2 separate regions of the Oncorhynchus mykiss genome follow, and region 1 is linked to region 2. The links are chromatin contacts, called in public Hi-C maps. All regions are on one chromosome and are shown on one strand. Each heading gives the region's core, a stretch centred on a gene start, on an enhancer-like site or on the middle of the called end of the contact. The rest is flanking DNA. Distances are from core to core; before and after follow the strand shown. Region 1 holds the start of macrod1 (ADP-ribose glycohydrolase MACROD1). Region 2 holds the start of ccdc88b (coiled-coil domain containing 88A).

Evidence for each region. Hi-C and Micro-C count contacts between places; a contact is called where the count stands out from the background.
Region 1: a contact with region 2 is called in a Hi-C map of liver, with 3 times the contacts expected there. The contact joins the promoter of macrod1 here to the promoter of ccdc88b in region 2. A contact is called at or near these places in 2 of 3 Hi-C or Micro-C datasets (blood and liver).

What each region holds. Positions count from the first base shown.
Region 1 is chr14:27,399,944-27,406,659 of USDA_OmykA_1.1, forward strand. macrod1 (ADP-ribose glycohydrolase MACROD1) reads right to left here and starts at 3,561. Exons shown (of 11, transcript XM_021561605.2): 1 at 2,639-3,561; 2 at 2,221-2,331; 3 at 1,740-1,850. The coding sequence starts at 3,113.
Region 2 is chr14:27,246,097-27,252,559 of USDA_OmykA_1.1, forward strand. It overlaps ccdc88b (coiled-coil domain containing 88A), which reads left to right and starts at 3,908. Exons shown (of 28, transcript XM_036943227.1): 1 at 3,908-4,162. The coding sequence starts at 4,103. rom1b (rod outer segment membrane protein 1b) reads left to right here. Exons shown (of 6, transcript XM_036943637.1): 2 at 1-48; 3 at 349-536; 4 at 1,213-1,459; 5 at 1,602-1,763; 6 at 2,322-2,384. The coding sequence ends at 2,384.

The sequences.
Region 1 (6,716 bases), core at 2,311-4,810, 150 kb after region 2:
CTATAAAAAGCCTTGTAAAACATACAGGCTGCTGGCTCTGATGTTGGAGCCAACATGATGTTAATGAGAGATGAGTTATTCACACAGCACCACATAGGCGGGCGGCCATGTTGTTTTATGACAGTTAACACTAAATGACCCAATGAAGAAACATACTTTTCTATGCAAAACCTGATCATCAAGTAGCTCTTTTGATGTTGGACTGTACACAGTAATGCCAAACACAGTACTAATTAAAGTCTTGCTATGATCAAAGAAACTTCAGACTGATATGGTATGATACACTTGCCTTTACTGCCATCTGCAGGTGGAAAATTACACTACACCCAAATGGCATTGCGCAACCAGTGTATTGTATCATATTAACCTCTTTCTAAAGCACACATAATAAAGACATGAATATGATTCTGATTAGTTAATACTATAGTTTTTTTTTAAACAAAGAGGCCCTGCTGACAGCCAACAGGGCAGTATTTTAACGGAAACTGAGAAGACCACAGGTTCAGGGTGGGTAAAGGTCAAAGTTCAAAATCAGAACTGTGACGTGGAGCGTGAAATAAGATACAGTTCACTCAAAAATCTATGATGGGATCAGGATAATGTATCAACCCCAGGACATACAATTCTGACTCTAACCAAGACAGGCGATCAGTACGATAATACTTCTCATTTCACAGTGATTTGTTCCATATAGAGCACTGAGGCCTCAGGACAGGTATACAATTCATGTTATACTATAAGAAATGTCACTTATTATTACTTTAATGTCACTTATTATTACTAGTCATGTTAGGTTATTACTAAATAATGTTATTACTAGTCATGTTAGGTTATTACTAAATAATGCTGTTATTGCTAGGTAATGCCATTACTAAGTAATGCTATGTTACTACTACTAATGATATTACAAAGTAATGTTATTACTAGTCATATTAGGTTATTACTCAGTAATGTTAATAATAAGTAATGCTATGTTATTACTAAGTAATGCTATGTTATTACTAAGTAATGCTATGTTATTACTAAGTAATGCTATGTTATTACTAAGTAATGCTATGTTATTACAAGTAATGTTATTACTAAGAAATGTTATTACTAGTCATGTTATGTTATTACTAAGTAATGTTATTACTAAGTAATGTTATTACTAAGTAATGCTATGTTATTACTAAGTAGTTTTGTTATTACTAAGTAATGTTATTACTAAGTAATGTTATTACTAAGTAATGTTATTACTAAGTAATGCTATGTTATTACTAAGTAATGCTATGTTATTACTAAGTAATGCTATGTTATTACTAAGTAATGCTATGTTATTACTAAGTAATGTTATTACTAAGTAATGTTATTACTAAGTAATGTTATGTTATTACTAAGTAATATTATTACTACATGTGATTCTGTTATTTTTAAGTAATGTTATTACTACAAGTTAAAGCTGGAATCCTTAAATGGTGAAACAGCCACGTCCGTTTGCGATATTAAAACAAATAATTGACTGTAAACAACCAACACAGCTTTTTGCCCTCTGACATCATTGCATGTGCAACAGAAGAGCACAATAAGTACTGCGATTTATTTAACAATGCTGCATGACACTCCTCCACTCAGCAACAACAACTACAACAGCGGTGGTGGGGGCGGCCAATGGCGTTGTTTCCCCTACTGCAGATTCCATCTTTAAGTTATGTTATTTCTGTAATGTTATGTTAATATTAGCTAGGTTACTATATGATCACCTGCATTGACGATCCCATCAATCTCCAGTTTGGTGATGTCACCGCTGAACAGCGAGATCTTCTTGTCCAGAGCTTCGTTCCTCTTGAATTTGGTCGCCTTGACTGAATCACCTTGGAGACAGATGAACACCTGCTTCTGTCAACACTGTTAATAAGAACACTGTAATATCAACATGCGTTTACCGTTTATGTTGTCTCTCAAGAATATCTATAGTGGACGCTCAGCGATGCTGCTTTCCAGTGTCTCACAGCTGTAGTCCTGGGGCCTAATCACCTAGCATTAACTAAATGACAGTGTGTAGTGCTGGGCTGGACCAAACACATGTAAACCTGTGTTGTAGGACCCCAGAACGGGAGTTGAGAAACAACAATGGTTTAGAGTAAATGGAATGGCATGGAAACCATGCGTTTGATACCATTCCACTGACGCCGCTCCAGCCATTACCACGAACCCATTCTCCCCAATTAAGGTGCCACCAACCTCTGTCCACTGTGAGTGACTTGGCGGTCCACACAGGCACCTCCTCCAGGGACCGGTAGGTAGTTCTGTAGTGCTTCCTTCTCTCCTCCTGACTCATATGGAGCAAGGCAGCTAAGGAAGAGGAGAGGGACAGAGAGTTGATGATTATGATCATTCCACTAATCAATGTGGGTAATGTAGGGACAACATAGTGAAAAGCTGTAATGCACTAATGGCTTGGTTGTAACCTAGTACCACATAAGGCCACCATGAGCCACTTCAAACTTTGAGTTGGCACCTACTTTTTTTCTATTGAAATTTAGGCCACACAGCTTTGACAACTTTACTTTTCACAAGCAACAGGTCCTGTTGAGCAACCAAATTCTCAACATGAGCACCTATAGATTCCCACCCAAACTGTGTCTGTCTGCAGACTTACCCTTCACCTCGTTCCAGTCACCTTTGGCTGAGTCAAGGTTTAGCCGCTCCAATCCCGTTGCCATGGCGAGATGGGCACTAAAGTGCAGGGACACGACCGCGGTGGTCACCCCAAGCGCGGCGAGGGCGATCCGATACAACGAACCGTACTTTCCCCCGGAGGGCGAGGCCTTGTTTTGCCCCTGAAACGACTCAAACGACTTCGCGGCAGCTGTAGTTGTTGAAAACTTCTCCACGCGGTTTGCAAAATGAATACCCCCTGGGTTCAGAATGGCCTTGCACTTTGCAGGGCTGGAGTTCGCCGAACTCTGCCCACTTCGCACCAGCGAATAAACCTGACGATTTGCAACACCAAAAATGTTTCTAAATTTGGAGCACACACCGATATCACTAGTATGAAAGTCACCCCTACGACAGCGGGAAAATGGACCTATGGCTCTGATACGCGAAGAGAGAGTTGACATTTGAAATGCCATGCTGCGAGTGTGATCCTGAAGTCAATCCGACACAGAACTACTAACGTTACGTCGGTGTCAGGTGTTTTTCGGTTCGGTAGTTAAGTTTCGTTTTCGTTATTTAAAGCGCCTTTATCCAGTTTGAATTTTGGGGAAGAAATACTTGGCCATTTTGTTGTAAACAATGACGCATGGATTGTACCAAATGGGAGGGGAGCTATATGACCTATATAGAGTATGACCATAAGGAAAGTATGTATTGTTGTGTTGCTATAAAATACCTTTCAAGTTGAGTATAAACAAATTAATTATTCAACGAATTAACCATCACCGTTCACTCGAATTGTCAAGGCTGTGTGTGGATATAACGTATGGTAGGAGTTCAGTGTTTTATTTAATTTATTTTGTGAATTTTTCTCGCCATTTTCGTGATATCTAATTGGCAATTACAATTTAGTTTAATGGCTGCAACTCCCCAACGGGCTCGGGAGAGGTGAAGGTCCTCCGAAACACGATCCGCCAAGACGCGCTGCTTTTACACACTGCTCGCTTAGCCCGGAAGCCAGTCGCCCAACGTGTCAGGAGCTCTGTGCTGAGCTGATCGAGTTTACTGTTTCTCTGTCTGTCATTCACCGCCCTCTACTGGCCAACAGCTAGAATTACATCTTACTCTGTAACTTAATTTGTAGCCTAATTACATCTAGTGTATTTGTATTTATTATGGATACCCATTAGCTCCTGCCAAAGCAGCATATACTCTTCCTGGGGACCAGGAAAAAATTAAGGCAGTTTATGCAATTTTAAAAACATCACAATACATTCAGATTTCACAACACACTGTGTGCCCTCAGGCCCCTACTCCACCGCTACCGCATATCTACAGTACTAAATCTGTGTAGTGCTTATGTTATCATTTGTGTGTATGCATGTATCTGTGCCTATGTTTGTGTTGCTTCACAGTCCCCGCTGTTCCATAAGGTGTTTTTTTAAATCTGTTTTTTAAATCTATTATTTTTACTGCTTGCATCTGTTACTTGATGTGGAATAGAGTTCCATGTAGTTATGGCTCTATGTAGTACTGTTAGTCTGTCTATAGTCTGTTCTGGACTTGGGGACTGAGAAGAGACCTCTTGTGGCATGTCTTGTGGGGTATGCATGGGCGTCTGAGCTGTGCCAGTAGTTTAGACAGACAGCTCGGCGCATTCAACAAGTCAATACCTCTCAAAAATACAAGTAGTGATGATGTCAATCTTTCCTCCACTTTGAGCCAGGAGAGATTGACATATATTTTATTTATATTAGCTCTCTGTGTACATCCAAGGGCCAGACGTCTTGCCCTGTTCTGAGCCAATTTCAATTTTCCTTAGTCCTTTTTTAGTGCGACAAAACTAGGGCCTGTTGGACCTGCCTTGTTGATAGTGTTGTTAAGAAGGCAGAGCATCGCTTTATTATGGACAGACTTCTCCCCATCTTAGCTACTGCCAGGGTTGCACATTTTGGGGAATATTCAGAGGTGGAAACTTTCTGTGGGAATATATGGGAATTAATGGAAATATATGCAAATTAATATTAACACCATTTAAATGTAGAAGTTTTTTGCATTAGATATATTTACCATATCATATGGAGACAGAAACATAAACCTTTACCTTATCATAAGTAGACATAATTGCAAATTATTAAATCCTTCCAATCCATTTTTTTTTAACTATTTAGTTACGAATTTAACTTTAATTAAATGAGTTGAATCTTCACATGGGATGATTTCACTGAACAACAAAAGAAAAGCAATATTGAATGATCCCCAATGATCCATCGCATCTCCCAAAAACGTTTGCAACATACATCTGTAAAATAATAGTCTAGCAACTAAAGCTTTGGTTGTCTTCTTCTCAGGCTTCCATGTTTTCTCCCTGGACCTCCTCAATGTCCACCTCATGAACATCAGACTGAGGCCTCATCTTCACTGTCACTTTCCACCTTGTTGAGGATGTCTCATTGTCAGGCTCAAAAAGCCACAAATTTGCCCGGATGGCCACCAATTGTTCAACCCTTGTATTTGTCAGCCTGTTGCGTCCTTTGGTGTGTTTGTTCCCAAACAAGGACCAGTTGCGCTCTGAGGCGGCTGATGTTGGTGGGATTTGGAGGATGATGGAGGCAACAGGGGAAAGAGCCTCAGATCCACAAAGTCCCTTCCACCAGGTGGCTGATGAGATATGTTGGCACGACTGCCATATTGCATTTCCATCCCAAAGCCCTTGCTTGGAAGTGTACTTCGCCAGACTGCCAAGAACCTTGCCCTCATCCAGGCCAAGGTGGCGAGACACGGTAGTGATGACACCATAAGCCTTGTTAATCTCAACAATGAAGTGGGCAGGGCACTACTGATTTCTTCTCTTACATCTGCAAGCAGAGTCTGAACATCAGACAGGTTGGCAATGTCTCCCTCAATCTATGCAATGGATAGCTTTTTACTATGATTATTTAAATAATTGATCTTTGTTTCATAGTATAGTTTATTTGTATTTAGTTCTGTCACATTATTTCTTCATTTGCAGTATGTTTGCCAATCAGTTGTGCTGCCAGACTTATTTGCCATACCTTTCTCCTCATCCCTCTCAACCATACAATTGTTCAATTCCTCATCAATCCAAGGGGATTTAACAGTTTTTACAGTCATTTTCTTAATGGGTGTGTGCTTATTAGTAACTGGAATAAGCAATTTCATAAATGTGTCAAGTGCAGCTTCTGGTTGCTCGTCATTACACACCACAGACCAGCAAGTATCATTTACATCATCAACATATGAATCACTACAAAACTTCTTGTATGACCTCTTCTACTCTATATTAGGCCCAGCCTTTGTAACTTTGGTTTTCCTAGAGATGGCTACTATATTGTGATCACTACATCCTATGGATCTGGATACGGCTTTAAACCACATTTCTGCAGCATTAGTAAAGATGTGATCAATACATGTGGATGATTTCATTCCTGTGCTGCTTGCCCTGGTAGGTTGACTGATAACCTGAACCATGTTGCAGGCACTGGTTACAGTTTGAAGCTTTTTCTTAAGTGGGCAGCTTGATGATATCCAGTCAATATTTAAATCACCCAGAAAATATACTTCTCTGTTGATATCACATACATTATCAAGCATTTCACACATATTATCCAGATACTGATTGTTAGCACTTGCTGGTCTATAGCAGCTTCCCACAAAAATGGGCTTTAGGTGAGGCAGATGAACCTGTAGCCATATTACTTCAACAGTATTTAACATGAAATCCTCTCTAAGCTTTACAGGAATGTGGTTCTGAATATAGATCGCAACACTGCCCCCATTGGCATTTCTGTCTTTTCGGTAGACGTTATAACCATGTGTTACTAGTGTAACCGATGTGAAATGGCTAGCTAGTTAGCGGGGTGCGCGCTAATAGCGTTTCAATCGGTGACGTCACTCGCTCTGATACCTGAAGTAGTTGTTCACCTTGCTCTGCAAGGGCCGCAGCTTTTGTGGAGCGATGGGTAACGATGCTTCTTGGGTGTCAGTTGTCTATGTGTGTAGAGGGTCCCTGGTTCGAGCCCGGGTAGGGGACAGACTAAAGTTAAACTGTTACACTA
Region 2 (6,463 bases), core at 2,658-5,157:
GTGGTGCTCAGCTATGCCCTGCAGGGACACCTTGAGGAGTCACTCAAGGTAAGGGCCTCTGGGATGGGATGAAGAAGGATGAGACAGTAAATGCCGAATAACATAATGACAACATTCGGGTCCTATCTCAGTTAGTCTTTCTGTGATTCCTCGCATCCTATCTCCTCGCCTGCACCACAACCGTATTGGAGGAAAAGGTCACGGTCCCCCCACCCCTCTCCAATTCGTTTTGAGAAGAAGGCAAGGACATAAGAACTGAGGAATCCAGGAAAGATTAATTGAGAACAAGCCTTGGCTCCCATGAGTACTTCCTGGTCTTTTTATGACATCATCTCTGTCCAATCCCAGGTGGGCCTGAGGAACGGTATCCGGTTCTACCGGGACACGGACGTCCCGGGCCGCTGTTTCCAGAAGGAGACCATCGACAGGCTGCAAATGGAACTGCGTTGCTGCGGCAACACCAACTACAGGGACTGGTTCGAGGTGCAGTGGATCAGCAACAGATACCTGGACTTCACCTCTAAAGAAGTCAAAGAGTGAGAGATGGAGGAGGGGGAGAGAGGGGGGTGGAATGGAGGGGGGAGAGAGTGGGATGGAAGGGGGAGAGAGGGGAATGGAGTTGGAGAGAGGGGGATGGAGGGGTGGGATGGAGGAGGATGGAAGGAGGAGAGAGGGGGATGAAGGGGGAGAGAGGGGAATGGAGGGGTGGGATGGAGGGAGAGAAAGGGGGATGGAGGGGGGAGGATAAGGAGTGAGGAGAGAGGGGGGGAGGAGAGGGAGTAAGGGGAGGTGGAGTAAGGGGAGGTGGAGGGGGGACAGAAGGGGTGGAGGAGAGGGAGTGAGAGAGAGGGGGGATGGGTGGAGGGGGGACGTGGGAGGAGGTGAGGGAGAGTGCGAGAGGGGGGGATGGAGGAGGGGACGTGGGAGGAGGAAAGGGAGTGCGAGAGGGGGAACAGAGGGATGGAAGGGGGAGAGAGGGGGGAGGAGGAGTGAGAGAGAGGGGGGGGGGGGGGGTGGAGAGGAGAGGTGAAGCCCACTAACCATAGTTGTCTGACTTATCTGAGGTGATGATGACTCACATGTGATTTCCATACACCATGTCTCCAAGTGCCATCTCATAGATGTGTCATCCATCATTAAAGCCAGTGTGATTTATGTAAGGTAAAAATGTACAAGGAAAACGCTCAATCAAACCGTTAATCTCCTTTCCAGTCGTGTGCGTAGCAACGTGGACGGTCGTTACCTGATGGATGGAGTCCCCTTCAGCTGCTGTAACCCCGGCTCCCCTCGGCCCTGTCTCCAGAACCACCTGACTGACAACACTGCCCACTACAACTATGAGCACCAGAGTGAGGAGCTGAACCTGTACAACCGCGGCTGCAGACAGGCGCTGGTCGACTACTACATGGGCCTCATGAACACCATTGGCCCCGGGATTCTGTCGGTCATCTCCGTACAGGTATACATATGCACAAACAGTAGTTTTCATTGGTTATTTTGTTACCATCAACCTCTACCCTTGTGATATGATGGCTTTAGATATACATTTTGTAACCTTTGCTTTGAGTTGAACCTTGACCCATGTAACATCATCTCCACAGATATCAGTGTTGGTGAGCCTGCGGTACCTGCACACGTCTCTGGAGGGCGTGGACCCGGAGAACCCCGAAGCTGACAGCGAGGGCTACATCCTGGCGAAGGGGGTTAAGGAGACCCTGATGGATGTCAAGACCACTGTGTTCAAACTGCTGCAGTTCGGACAGGTAGTGAACTACAGTACCCATAACGCTCTGTGAAACATGTCAGGGGTGTGCTCAGGGATGTGGAACGCTCTAAATGTTGCAGATAGAAGGAGAATAAACAGAGATGAAAAAAATGCCCCTATTGGATCTGACTGACCAATCATACAGATTTAGGATCTAAATTTGAGCCAGTTTGCTACAGCAGGAGAATAATCCTGCAGCAAAAGGAAATGTGAATTATTATTATTATGTGAATTAATGGACATTTTTCGTTAGTGCAAATCAAGTCTGAAATTTCAAAGTGGAAATTACAAACTTTAGAAGCCTTTTTAAAACTCAAATACACCACAAGGTTGCATTTCCTGCCGTGCAGGAAAATTCTCAGCAACAAAAGAGTAATAAAATGAAGATCCTACATCTGTACCTGTCCTACACAAAACATTTATATCTTAACATTCTGTAACAATACATCCTCCGGATCAGACCGTCAGTGTTGTATGATGTACTACAGTACCCGCAATGCATTTGGTAATGAATTTGGTTGTATCTCACTAACGTGTCCCGTCTTTATCAATACAGGTGGAGGCAGGTGACGAGGCAGAAGCTGGGGCGGACGGCGAGAAGGCAGCCACGTCCAGCTAGATGAAAGATAATATGTAACAATATATGGGTTTGAGAAGGGGAGTGAGGCTGTATTGAGCACTAAAATACATAGGGAATCTTATCTTATCATTAATCTTATTTTATCATGCTCCGCACAGACTAGACATGACAAGATCTAACAATCCATAGTTTTTTTTAACTTGACAGAATTTGGAAAGATAATCTTTGAGAGAATGTTGTGTCCTGTTGCTCCATGATGGACAATACATCAACTATTGAGGGGGAGGGTGATGTTTCATGTGGTCAAGAACAAACAAAGTCAAACTACTGAAAAGCACCCAAGAACACACACATACATTTGGTAAATATTCAAAAACAATATTCACATACTGGTACATGAGTAAATGAAAAATCACACACACGGAAGTGAACTGATTTTCTGATCTTTGATTTGGATCAGACAAAATGTAAACCACACAGGTAATAACGTAACAAACATTCACCCAGTGTGAAGAAGGCCTACAGTCAATTGAATACTGGCCTGGCTATAGAGTTTGTTAATGCACTGCTAAGTAACATGTGAAGTTGGCATCTGGCATTGAATATATTAAAGTTAGTTGCTTTTAATGGATTTGCGGAGTTGAGTCTTTTTGTACTAGATAAGCATTCAACTGAATTGGGTTATTTCAGTTCACCCAGAGGTATAGGATGATGGTGTGTGTAATGACTGAAAGTGATGCCAGTGATACAGTAGGCCTAGGCTACTGTAGGTTTATGACAGTATGGAGAGGAGTGACTGTATAATGTAATCTGGGCTGCTAGGTATACTAGGACAGCTCTCATAACACCTTCATAATCCTATATAGCTAATCCATATGCTACTGCTACAACAGTTCTCTGCACAGCAACAGGAACACTCGGGATGTATGACTATCAAACATACCACAACAATGGACAGGGTTAAGAGAAAGTTCACGTCAAAGTGTGGTCATGTAGAAAATTGTAATTACATTTTCCATTGTGTTTTGACAAAAAAAAGAAATGTCGCTTGTATTATAAACGTGCACTATCTTACACATAGCAAACATGTTTTAATTTGTAGTGGCTGTTTATTTTTGTTTCTTTGTCAAATGGTTAATTCACTCTGATCTGTGTTTTACGACAATGTTCATTCAACAGCTTTATTTTACAAGTAGGATGTTCATAGATAGTAGACTACCGACCTTTCACCATAATTCCACCAGGGTTCGCCATTGCATTACACCTGAAAGCGCAACGAACGCCCGTCCTACTGAATTGACCATTTCGAACTTGTTTATAGTATATCTTGATCAATCGGATGCATAGGCTACAAACAACTGAATAAGTGAATTGTAATATAAACATTGTTACAAACGTCTAGGCAAGGAACCCCAGTGCGCACAAAGTAGTCTAATATTTTCCATCCATCTCAAACCACCTACTCATTTGTCATTGAGCGACTTTCTTTTCTGGAAACAAACTCACTGGTAAAGGTGGTGATTGTTCCGGGTAGGCCTAAAGCACTAATGAAATGTGTTCGTTAAGAAATTCCGGTGTGGTTTTGCAATGTGCTTACCACCAGCACTAACTGAAAAAGTGAGATAGAGGAAGAGAGAGGGAGGGGAACTGAAATGACGAACACAATGGATTCAGTATTTAGTAAAATTGCTTTAATAATGTAGGATATATTTTATTTATATTTTTTATAGAAGTTTGTAAATTATTTATGCGACACCATGGACTCTAACATAATGGACATTCTAGAAGAATTCATGGAAAGTGCGTTGGTGACTTGGGTATGTGTCAAAGCTTATTTAAATCACTTTCAGATGCTATAGTAGTAGACCTAGATATACGTGATGATGATAGTCTTTTATAACATATAAAAACACATAGCCTATTGCTGTTGTTTTGCTTTTATGGAGTATCAATACATACAAATCCTGTAAATAAACGACGTGTAAATTTAAAAACACTTATGAGATTATGCATTTTGTAAATAATGTATAACTCTTTATTTACAGAAGTTATAACAACACGGATGGGTTGAACTTGAATCAGATGTAAATGCTTGTCATAACTTTTGTCATAACAGCAAACAACACTTAGTTCTCAAACTTCTCCTTTTCACAGCTTTCTCTACAATGGCTCATAGAATGTATCTTGTTGTTTTACCTTTATATCTGTGACTTCCTATTCCCTTTCTTATTTATTTCTCAGTAAAATATGACCATCTCGAGTTTCATTGATCTATACCACAGATTCCAGATAGCAGTTTTCTCTGTTTGCAGTGATCCCCATGTGGTCTCCATATATATTATTTAGGTTGTACAGTGCCTTCGGAATGTGTTCAGTCCCCTTGACTTTTACCGCAATTTGTTACGTTACAGCCTGATTCTAAAATGGAATAAGTTGTCCCCCCCCCCCCCTCATCAATCTAATCACAATACCCCACAATGACAAAGCAAAAACAGATTTTTTGAAATTCTTACTAATTTATTCAAAATCCAGAACACATTTACGTAAGTATTCAGACCAAGTCTTCTTGGGTATGACACTACAAGCTTGGCACATCTGTATTTGGGGAGTTTCTCCCATTCTTCTCTGCAGACCTTCTCAGCTCTGTCAGGTTGGACGAGGAGCGTTGCTGCACAGCTATTTCCAGGTCTCTCCAGAGATGTTCGATCGGGTTTAAGTCATGGCTCTAGCTGGGCCACTCAAGGACATTCAGAGACTTGTCCCGAAGCCACTCGTGTGTTGTCTTGGCTGTGTGCTTAGGGTCGTTGTCCTGTTGGAAGGTGAACCGTTGCCCCAATCTGAGGTCCTGAGTGCTGCAGAGATGGTTGTCCTTCTGGAAAGTTCTTCCATCTCCACAGAGGAACTCTGGAGCTCTGTCAGAGTGACCATTAGGTTCTTAGTCACCTCCCTGACCAAGGCCCTTCTCCCCCGATTGCTCAGTTTGGCCGGGCAGCCAGCTTTAGGAAGAGTAAAACATCTTCCATTTAAGAATGATGGAGGCCACTGTGTTCTTTGGGACCTTCAGAAATGTTTTGGTACCCTTCCCCAGATCTGTGCCTCGACACATTCCTGTCTCTGAGCTCTATGGACAATTTTTTTGCCCTCATTGCTTGGTTTTTGCTCTGACATGCACTGTCCATTGTGGGACCTTATATAGACAGGTGTGTGCCTTTCCAAATCACATCCAATCAATTGAATTTAGCACAGTTGGACTCCAATCAAATTGAATAAACATCTCAAGGGCGATCAATGGAAACAGGATGCACCTGAGCTCAATTTCGAGTCTCAAAGCAAAGGGTCTGAATACTTATTTAAATAAGGTATCTGTTTTTAGTTTTTAATATATTTGTAAACATTTCAAAAGACCTGTTTTCGTTTATCATTATGTTGTATTGTGTGTAGATTGATGAGGATTTTTATTTATTTAATCCACTTTAGAATAAGGCTGTAACGTAACAAAATGTGGAAAAAGTCAAGGGATCTGAATATTTTCCGAAAGGCACTGTTTATTATGTTTCTATTGAATTTAGGGCTCGATTCAATCCGTAGCGCAGAATATCTGTGTTGTGGCGCGGTTCACATTTAAAGGTCATTTCCGATTGAGCCAACATACACTACATGACCAAAAGTATGCTCGTCAAACATCTCATTCCAAAATCATGTTTATTAATATGGAGTTGGTCCCCCCTTTGCTGCAATAACAGCCTCAACTCTTCTGGGAAGGCTTTCCACTAGATGTTGGAACATTGCTGTGAGGTCGAGCACTGATGTTGGGCGATTAGGCCTGGCTCGCAGTCTAGTTAGTCTGCGTTCCAATTCGATGGGGTTGAGGTCAGGGCTCTGTGCAAGCCAGTCAAGTTCGTCCACACCGATCTTGACAAACTGTTGCCATAAAGTTGTAAGCACAGAATCGTCTGGAATGTCATTGTAGGCCGTAACATTAAGATTTCCCTTCACTGGAACTAAGGGCCCTAGACCGAAGCGTGAAAAACAGCCCCAGGCCATTATTCCTCCTCCACCAAACTTTACAGCATTGGGGCACAGAGTTTTCCTGGCATCCGACAAACCCAGATTCTTCC